Linked DNA regions of Mus musculus: region 2 is linked to region 1. The links are chromatin contacts, called in public HiChIP or PLAC-seq maps. All regions are on one chromosome and are shown on one strand. The core of a region is the stretch at or near the end of the contact, and the rest is flanking DNA. Distances in the headings are between cores, read along the strand shown.

The links. HiChIP or PLAC-seq counts read pairs in DNA pulled down with a chosen protein or histone mark.
Region 2: a contact with region 1 is called in a FOXA1 HiChIP or PLAC-seq map of pancreatic cancer cells. The contact joins two enhancer-like sites. A contact is called at or near these places in 2 of 115 datasets of contacts at active chromatin or transcription factors (embryonic stem cells and pancreatic cancer cells).

The regions. Positions count from the first base shown.
Region 1 is chr5:147,617,117-147,621,732 of GRCm38.p6, reverse strand. The region is part of intron 14 of Flt1 (FMS-like tyrosine kinase 1); the gene reads left to right. Among named protein-coding and RNA genes, the nearest start is that of Gm35383, 40 kb to the left of the region's middle. Within about 2 kb of position 1,407, at least 51 of the 459 cell types and tissues checked have an H3K27ac peak or open chromatin away from gene starts, as enhancers often do. A contact at or near this core is called in pancreatic cancer cells, where this site is marked.
Region 2 is chr5:147,961,602-147,966,154 of GRCm38.p6, reverse strand. All of the region lies in intron 1 of Mtus2 (microtubule associated tumor suppressor candidate 2), which reads right to left. Among named protein-coding and RNA genes, the nearest start is that of Mtus2, 6.6 kb to the right of the region's middle. Within about 2 kb of position 1,779, at least 16 of the 459 cell types and tissues checked have an H3K27ac peak or open chromatin away from gene starts, as enhancers often do. A contact at or near this core is called in pancreatic cancer cells, where this site is marked.

The DNA.
Region 1 (4,616 bases), core at 158-2,657:
ACTAAAAAGAAAGATCCATACACATGAAATAAAAATAAATCAAAACAAGTCAGAAACAGAACCATAAATATATAGAAACTTGCAATCTCAGAACTGGTACCATAATTCAGAGGGGAAAGAATATTTTATTCAATAATTAACACTCAGGTGAGCATGGCCACACATGCCTTTAATCTCCGTACTCAGGAGGCAGAGGCAGGTGTATTGTAGCGGTGAATTAGCTAAATTGCTTTGGTTCTTGGTGGGTCCCCCCTGCACCTACCCAAGAGCTCTCTGGATTCGAGAGTGAAAGACACAGACACACACACACACACAGACACACACCAGCTAATTTTGATATGCTTTGACTGCTAGCTCAGCGGTTGGGCACTTCTAAACCTCCCAGCGGCTAGCACACACTTTCCTCCCATGTTTCTGGCATAACACCTAGATCTATATTTTATCCTTGCTGCCCTGTTACTTTCTGGGCAGTTTCCCCATAGGGCCACATTCCCTTTCTACCTACGATGTAGGACACTTTCTCTCCTGCAGCCCTTAAATCTCATCCCTATGCCTCTGAGTCAAGGCAATTCTCCTCTCTCCCGTGGTCCCTTGCCTACGCAATCTGAAAGTCCTGCCCTGTCTCTCTGCCCAGCCACTGGCTGGATGGCAATTCTTTATGATCGATTGAAGCCAGCTGGGGTCAGGAACCCTCAGGCCTGGAAGCGCGGCTTTTGGGAGCCGCAATAAGACAACAAAGCACTAGATTCCATTCTCAACAGTGGATTTCTTTGAGTATGAGGCCAGCCTGGTCTACAAAGTGAGTTCCAGGACAAGGGCTACATAGTAAGACCCTGTTCCCTCCCCCTCAAATAAATAAATAAATAATAAAATAACACCACAGCGCTTAGCTGTCTATGTGGTAAAGATCATCCCCCCACCACCACCACCACCACCACACACCTTTCTCCAAAGGAAAACTCAAAGACAGAAAACCAAATAAGGAAAAAGCTCGCAGTCATCAAACCTTCCGCCGGGACTTCATTCGTTCGTATTTATTTTCCCTGTTCCTGATGCAAAGCAGGTGCTCCTCTTATTTTACAGAGAGAAAAACATCCTCAGAGTGACTCGAGGACTCGGGCAGTGAAGGCACATTTCCTTTCATGGAGACTGAAGGTGTCCCCTTGGGCTCTTCTCCCTCCATTGTTGCTTGAGCCAATCCCTGCACATATGTCTTCCCAGTGTGTATTTCCATTTCTTCTCCCCCTAGCTTCCTATCCTCCCATCCAGGCTGGGGGTGGGGGGAAGTGTGGGTCTCACCATTCCTTGCCTGACTTTCCAGTAGGGAGCCGGACTGCCCCATGCTGTTCTTTCCTCATTCCAGCCCCATCCTGCCTTCTGTGAGACTAAACTTCCCTGCATGCCATTGGCATGATGTCATTTCCACAGTCAGACGTTTTCAGGACTCTCTTCCTCCAAGCTCTGATCAGAACTACCCCTGACTTCAGAGTTCCCCTTCATCTGCCAGTCATTCAAAAAACAGGGCTTTTGGAAGCAGGGATCAAACACATACACACATACATACACACTCGCGGGTGCACATGCACACACACATACACACACATGCACACACACAAGCACACATACACAAGCACACATACACATGCACACATGCACATACAATGCACACACAATACACATACACAGGCACACATACACACCCACACACATGCACACACAGGAAAGAATGGTAAGAGGGTGCACATTAAGCTGCAGTCATTTCACAGCAGTGGGATAATTTTGGTTTGTGTGTCTTGTTTTACATGATAATGCTCAACCCTGGTGAGAAAGATGAAATCGTGTATCATTGTTCACTTCCGGTACAACATGAATCGATTGTCCTAGTTTACATCTCCGCTGATGTGAGAAAACACTGACCAAAACCAAGTGGGGAGGAGAGAATTTATGTGGCTCACAGGTCATTGTCTGGCATTGAGGGACGCCAAGGCAGGGACTGAAGCAGAGACTAGGGACGGATGTTGCTTACTGGCTTGTTCAGCCTGCCTCCTTAGACAAGTCAGGGCCACGTCAATCATTAATCGAGAAAATGACAATGACTATACCAGTTGACATGCCAATGTGGATGGGAACAATCTCAGGAGGCCCCACCTTCCAGCCCCACCCCCAGTGAAGAGTTACAGGCAATGAACCACACTCCTTGGAGAGACAGAGTTGGCCTTCCTCAGAGATGAGCAATCTAATTGATTATCTATTGCCAATTGGTCAGCCCTAAAAACATATATATGGATATACTCAGCAGGTTGTATTGACATATTTGTTCACTTATATATGTATTTGTGTATTTGTGTATGTGTAACAATAATAATTAAACAAATAAGATATGAGGTTGAGATGGAGCAAAGTAAAGTAGGGAGATATGACAGGGTTATATATTTCCAGCAGTTGGGAGGTTGAGGTAAAAGGTTGGTGAATTCCAGGACAGCCTTGGCTACATAGCAAAAGCCCGTCTCTGGTGAAAAGGAAGAAAGGAAGAAAACAGAAACAGGCTGCCAGCTCCCTCCCAGGTCACCTTGACCTTGGAACCCTACTCTTCTTACTTCTTGGGAAGTTCTGGATTTAGGAACGACACCCTCTGTCTCTCCCGCCCTCTTCCCTCCCTCTCTCCCAAATTACTTCTACCAGCACATAAAAATGCTATAAAGCTTTGCATCGTAAGAAGGAAATCCTGGGCTAGAGAGATGGCTCAATAGTTAAGAATAGGAACTGCTTTTCCAGAGGACCAGAGTTTGATTCCCAGGACCCACACTAGTCAGCTGTGTCCCTAGTTCCAAAGGATCTGATGTCTCTGGCCTCCATGGGCATCTGTACTCATGTGCAACCACACACACACACACACACTTAAAAACAGAAAAAATAAAATTGTTTTTTAAAGTTCCCTTCTTGTGCTGAAGAGATGCCTTATTGCTTAAGAGCTCTGGCTGCTCTCGCAGAGAACCCAGATTAAGGTTCCAGCATCCACATAGCAGCTCACAACCATCTACATCTGCAGTTCCAGGGGAGTCCAACACCTGCTTCTGGCCTCTATGTGCACCGCATATACATGGTGCACATACATACATGCAGGCAACATGCTCACGCACATAAAATGAAAATAAGTAAAATCTTAAAACTCTCCTCTCCAGCCACGTTGCTCTGTAGGCTCTTGCACGGAAGGAAACTCCTCACTGCCCCATTGGGCACCGCCCTGTCTGTTTCCGTGTCCTTGTCAGGTTTTCCTCCATTAAAGTAGGCGGTTAGCTTCCTTCCTCAGTGCTGTGTGCTCTCTCCTGTGAAAATGTCTTTTGTCGCTTCCAGGAGCCTCCCGGTTTTCTTGTCACCTCTTGTGCTCTCTCTCTTTTTTTTTTTTCTTCTTCCACTTGGCCAATCTCCACGGCTCAGGCTGTGGCCACTCATTTGCCTTTCTCTGGACTAACTGAGCCCACAATCTTCATCTATAGCCCACGGGGTTTCTTCAAGTCCCGCCTTCTCTCTGTGCCCCAGATGAATCCACTCTTTGGATATGCAGTAGCCATCTTGAACAGAATTCTCGACCATCACCTTCATTTGGCTCCCCCATAATCTTCTTCATTTCCAGACGCTCCACATCCCAGTTGTCTACACCATTGGCTTAGACATCAGCCTTCCATCGCCCCTCCCTTCATACTGCAGCCCAATCTGGAAGCAAGCCAGTTGATTCTTCAGAGAAACCCCAAAGTTGATCACCACTTGTGGCATCAGAACTCTAGTTCAAGCCTTTCAGTAGAAAACCCCCAAACCAGCCACCCTCTTTTCCATGTCTACCTGCTGCTGTGCCATCTTATAATGATTAATGGCTTCTCCCCCGCCCCCACTCTTCTTATGCTACCAGGGAGGGACCCTAGGACCTTCCTTGCTCATTTTGGGAAAGCACTCTAGCACCAAGCCACATCCCCAGCTCATCCCACAGTGGATTGTTTTGGTTTATGATGGTTTTGTTGGTTGGCTTGGTTTTGTTTCTGAGACAGAGCCACGAAGCACAGGTTGGCCTCAAGCTCACTGGATAGCTGAGGCTAACCTTCCTGTCTCCACTTAGACTTGTAAGGGTTACAGGGGTGTGCTACCACACTCAGCTCACCAACAGATTTACTTATCGTCCATCTACCTACCTGTCTGTCTGTCTACCTATCCATCCATCCATCCATCCATCCATCTACTTATCTATCTATCTATCTATCTATCTATCTATCTATCTATCTATCTATCTATCATCAACCTGTCTATCTATCATTTATCTACCTGTCTGCCTATCTAAATACATATTATTTTATATGTATGTACGTGGACCTGAGTGGACTTGGAAGAGGGCATGGGATCTCCTGGAGTGACAGGCACTTACGAGCTGCCTGATGTGCGTACTGTGAATTCAACCCAGGCCCCCTGCAAGCACAAGTACTCTTAGCTGCCAGGCCATCTCTCTAACCCTAAATTCTTACGATGCTCGGGAAGGGGTCAGGATCGGTGTCCTGGCCGCTTCTTTCCTCTGCTTGCTTCCCAAGTACTCGGTACTCGGTACTCAGTACTGAGCTGCAGAGGTCTTG
Region 2 (4,553 bases), core at 530-3,029, 340 kb before region 1:
TCTCTACACGTATGCCTGGGAAATTTAACATGGGAAAATTCCCATAGTGCAGACATATTAGATTAAATCAACTGCACTGTCACTAACTCTGGCTTTACTTTTCAATACAAATACCAGCAAGCATTACGTATGTGGTTCACAGTATTGTATTGGATAGGATTGCTATACAGGTACAGCCATTCTCAGCTGTGTGTGTCTAATAGGTTTTGGGTTTGTTTGTTTTTTTTTTCTGTTTTTATTTTTTTGAGAATTTCATAATGAGTACTGCATTATATCATTTCCACCTCACTCTGCCCCCTCCAACTCTCCCCCACCTCCCCCACTCCTTCCCAAATCCCTTCTTTAATTATTATTGTTACACACACATACACACACACACTAAAAAATAAATAAATGGAAAAAAGTAATTAATTAACCCTTTTTATTCCGGGAATGTCCAACCTTTTGGTTTTGAGTCACAGCGTCACCTGTAGAGTTTATGCTTTAGAACAACAGCAATCAAGTTACAATAAATAAGTAAGTTTACAATGTTGAGCATATCCCATATTCATAGCCAGATGTGGTTACATGCAGCCGGCTGCAAGCCATGGATTGGACACTCCTGTAAGCATCCAGACTCTGGTATTTTGTTATAGCAACAGAAAACTAGCACACTCAGGATTGGAAATGGGTTTATTTTTGTTTCTGTTTTGGGTTTTTGGTTTGTTTTTTTGTTTTTTTTTTTCAGAATGATTTTAATGTTATATAATGTTGTTGGGGGAAGGGTTGTTTTGAGGTCTTGTAACATCCACTAAGGTAATGGGCTCAAGTATTAGGCTCCAGAATGACACTATAATACTATGTATAATAAAGAGAGGCTTGGGGGAGAAGATCTCTCCTCTTCTGTTCTTAACCCCGTGAACCAGCTCTAACTCACATGTACAGTTAGTTCACTGCAGCATCGTAAGTTCTTCTCAGAATTATAATCCTAAAACCTAGCAGAAAGTTTTCAGTATGAAGTTTGAGTGTCAAAGACAATGTCATTGTATTAAAATGACTTCATAAGAAGCTGGAGAGATGGCTCAGTGGTGAAAGGCACTGCCTGCTCTTCCAGAGGACCTGGGTTCAATTCCTACTCCCACATGGCAGCTCACAGCCATTTGTAACTCCAGTTCCAGGGAGGAATCTGACACCCTCTTCTGGCCTCCGTGGGTACTGCATGCACAGTGCACAGCTATACGTGCAGGCAAAACACCCAAACATATGAGATAAAAATAAATAAATAAATAATCTTTATAACCATTGGGAACTAAAAATGGTTTGGGCATATGTAACAAGTCCCCATCTGTGTGTGGAAAAGATTGTCTTGCTGAGAAGGTATTTTGCATGAGTAATTTGAAACCATTCAGCGCAGAGACAATTAATTAATTCTGGTAGTTTGAGATTACTTCTCCAGTCATTTCACAGAGACCGTGTTCATATTGTGTTTGGGATTAGTACTCTACAGCAGCCATCTGGCAAAGTGTGGGGACTTTGCTTTTCTACCGTTTGCCTCTGTTGTCATTTCCTGTAACCGGTGGCTCTGTGCTCCGTGCTTTCTCCCCTGCCCTTCTAGAAAGCACCGAAAATCACTGTATCAATCTCAACTTGCTTCTGGGCAGATGTACTATAGCAACTAATATGCCTCTTCTGTCTGCAGGAGGCTCAGACTTCCCAGCACCAATATCAACCTGTCACCGGCACTGGGCTGGCCTTAACCACGCCCACTGCTCACGTCCTACACTCGATCTAGGAACTGAATCTGCTGTTTCAGTGGGGCTGTAGGTCCAGGGAGTGCACAGGGCAAACATGGAGAAGTACTCAAGTGTCTTCAAACTGCCCAGTCCAGGACAAGAGCCATTCATTATCCTAAAAGAAAATAACAGTTCCTGCGAAACACGAAGCAAGCACTGTATCAGCAGCAGATTGAACTAGCTCCTCTCCTTCCATCTCGTACACACTGTGGTAACAACACAGAAAATAAAAACAAGAGATCCAGACATTAGTCACTTGCCTTATTCGTTTAATCATTTGTTTTCTATTTACTTAGCAGAAGGTAGGACTGTTGACTGAGCAAACTACCCCAAGAAGGCTAGAGTAGCTAATAGTATATCAAGTGCCTAGGAATGTGACCCCACCCCACCACTGAGTCAGAGTCTCTTTATGTAGCCCTGGCTGCCCTGAAACTCGCTATATGGACCAGGCTGGTCTCAAACGCACAGAAATCCACCTGCCTCTACCTCCGGAGAGCTGGGGTTAAAGGCAGCCCAGCTGTGATCTTAAATCTTAAATCTATTTTGCAATCCGTTTGGATTTTACACGATGCATACAGATCGATTTGTTGTAATGACCCATTCACGGCACCTGAAAGTACCAAAAAGCCAGGAATGACCTTAAACGCCACATCTCCCAAGTTTACAAAGCAACACAAGATGCAGCAACAGTCTGAGCAGCTGCCCAAAACTGTCACCTGCACGTGCTCATCAAAGTTGCTCTGAGATTCCTTCTGCCACTGCTGACCAAGAACCTCCACGCAGGAGGCATGTCCCTGGGCTCCCGGAGGTAGAGTGTGGTTACAAGTCACAGTCTTTTAAAAATAAGCATTTAGCCTAGACTCTGCCCTACACTCCAAGCTCAGCCTCTGTGCCCAGAAATCGTAGGTAAAACAGCAGCCAGTTCCTAGCTCCCATTCTCCCAGAGGCCTCGCTACCTTCTGGGCTAAAGGATCTATGCAAGTCTGGGTTCAGATGCACACACACCTACAACCACATGTCCGAGCCATCGGATGCAAGGTCTGGGTGTCCAGGGTCCTCGTTGCCACACTAAACACCTCTCTTCCTCACACGGTACAGCCAGGTTGCCTTCGGGTGGGCTTTTCTCTGGCTCGTTTTCTTTAGCTATTGTGAGATACTCCTCAAGGATGAATTTTGTGGTTCTCCACCACAGCTCCAGTACCTTCCTAAGGTGAGGGGCAAAAGTCCCGGTTGCCATGGAAACAGACCAGGAGAATTCCCAGTGAGGACATATAGCCTCTCTTCCTACTCAGTGGTCCAGACCAGGTTTCTGATGCCCTAAGAAACTTTGGTTACCCCTATCTCTCTGACATCAACTGATAAGCCCTGAAGGGACATGCCAGCACTCATTCACCCACAGAGAGCAAGCTGCTACTTGTTCATTATATCAGCATGAGAATTTCCAGTGTGGTCCCTAGCCCTGGCTCCCATGTGCCAACTGTCCTCTGCCCTGAGAGGCCCCAGTGGGCTCCTCCCTTGCCAGGAACCCTTGAGTGTCAACACTATATCTTTTCAGTGAGCTTTTCCTGACCATGCGACTAGAAATAGTGATTCTTTCCTCCAAACTACTTCTCCCCCATCTGACTTATTTTCCTCTGCTGGACCTAATCCATTTGACATTTTTACTTAACCTCATCCAATTCCTTAAGGGCACTGTGTTTTCCCATTTTCTTCACTACGTATACCCCAGTGCCTAGAACATCGTATGAGGGTGACACATTTTTAATCCAGACACGAAGTTGCAATAAGCACAGATTTTATTCAGGATGAGAGGAAAGAACTTACAGAACTTGAACTTGACAAGGTGGTGGTGCACACCCTTCATCCCAGCACTCAGCAGGCAGAGAGGCAGGTAGATCTCTGAGTTTGAGACCGGCCTGGTCTACATAGAGCATTCCAGGATGGCCAAAGCTACATAGTGAAACCGTCTCTCAAAGGGGAGAAGAAGGAAGAGGAGGAAGAAAGAAGGAAGGAGGGGGAAGAGGAGGAGGAGGACGACGACGATGACTACTACCACTTGAACTTAACTCTTGTCCATGAGTGTGAGATCAGAATCATGGGAGTAGAAATATACAAAAATAAGGCAATATTCAATGTCTGTGATTAGGGGGAGTCTGTCTGCAGGCTAGCATTGCTGTGGTTAGGTCTTATCCTTCTGCAGAGACTGGAGGCAGAGCCTCTTCCTTCCTAGTGAGCACATTTCAAAAGGTCTCTGAGAAAAAGCACTCCTGGGTGATAGATAGACATGTTTGCATCCCAGAGTGATTGGAGAGACGATTTACAATGTTAAGGTTTTTGTTTCACTTTTTAAATAAATGATGTAACAAAAGGAAATCCAGCTACCCACTACAAGCCGTGTTCTCATAGGTAGGGGATGGAAGAACAAAATCATTCAAGCTGAAAGTGCAGATCTTCTAGGCCAATATCAAGCCCCAGTTGGGGAAAGGGCTCATAGGGAACCCATGTGTCTGGTGAAGGACGGCCTCTTTATAAATGGATGGGTGATGCTGACAGAGGATGGGTGGATAATGAATTGTGGATGCTAGAGGACAGCTGATGGATAGATAGTAAATATCGGGTGACTGATGGCAGATGATGATAGATGAGTATCACGTGCTGTGGTGGGAAGAGTCAAAAAGGGAAGGTCTGAAGACATTCAAGTTCCAATAGAAAGTAGAAATCGGGTCAGAAAAAAAGGAGACCCTCCTCAGCAAAGAGTTGTTACAAAGAGTAGCAACTCCC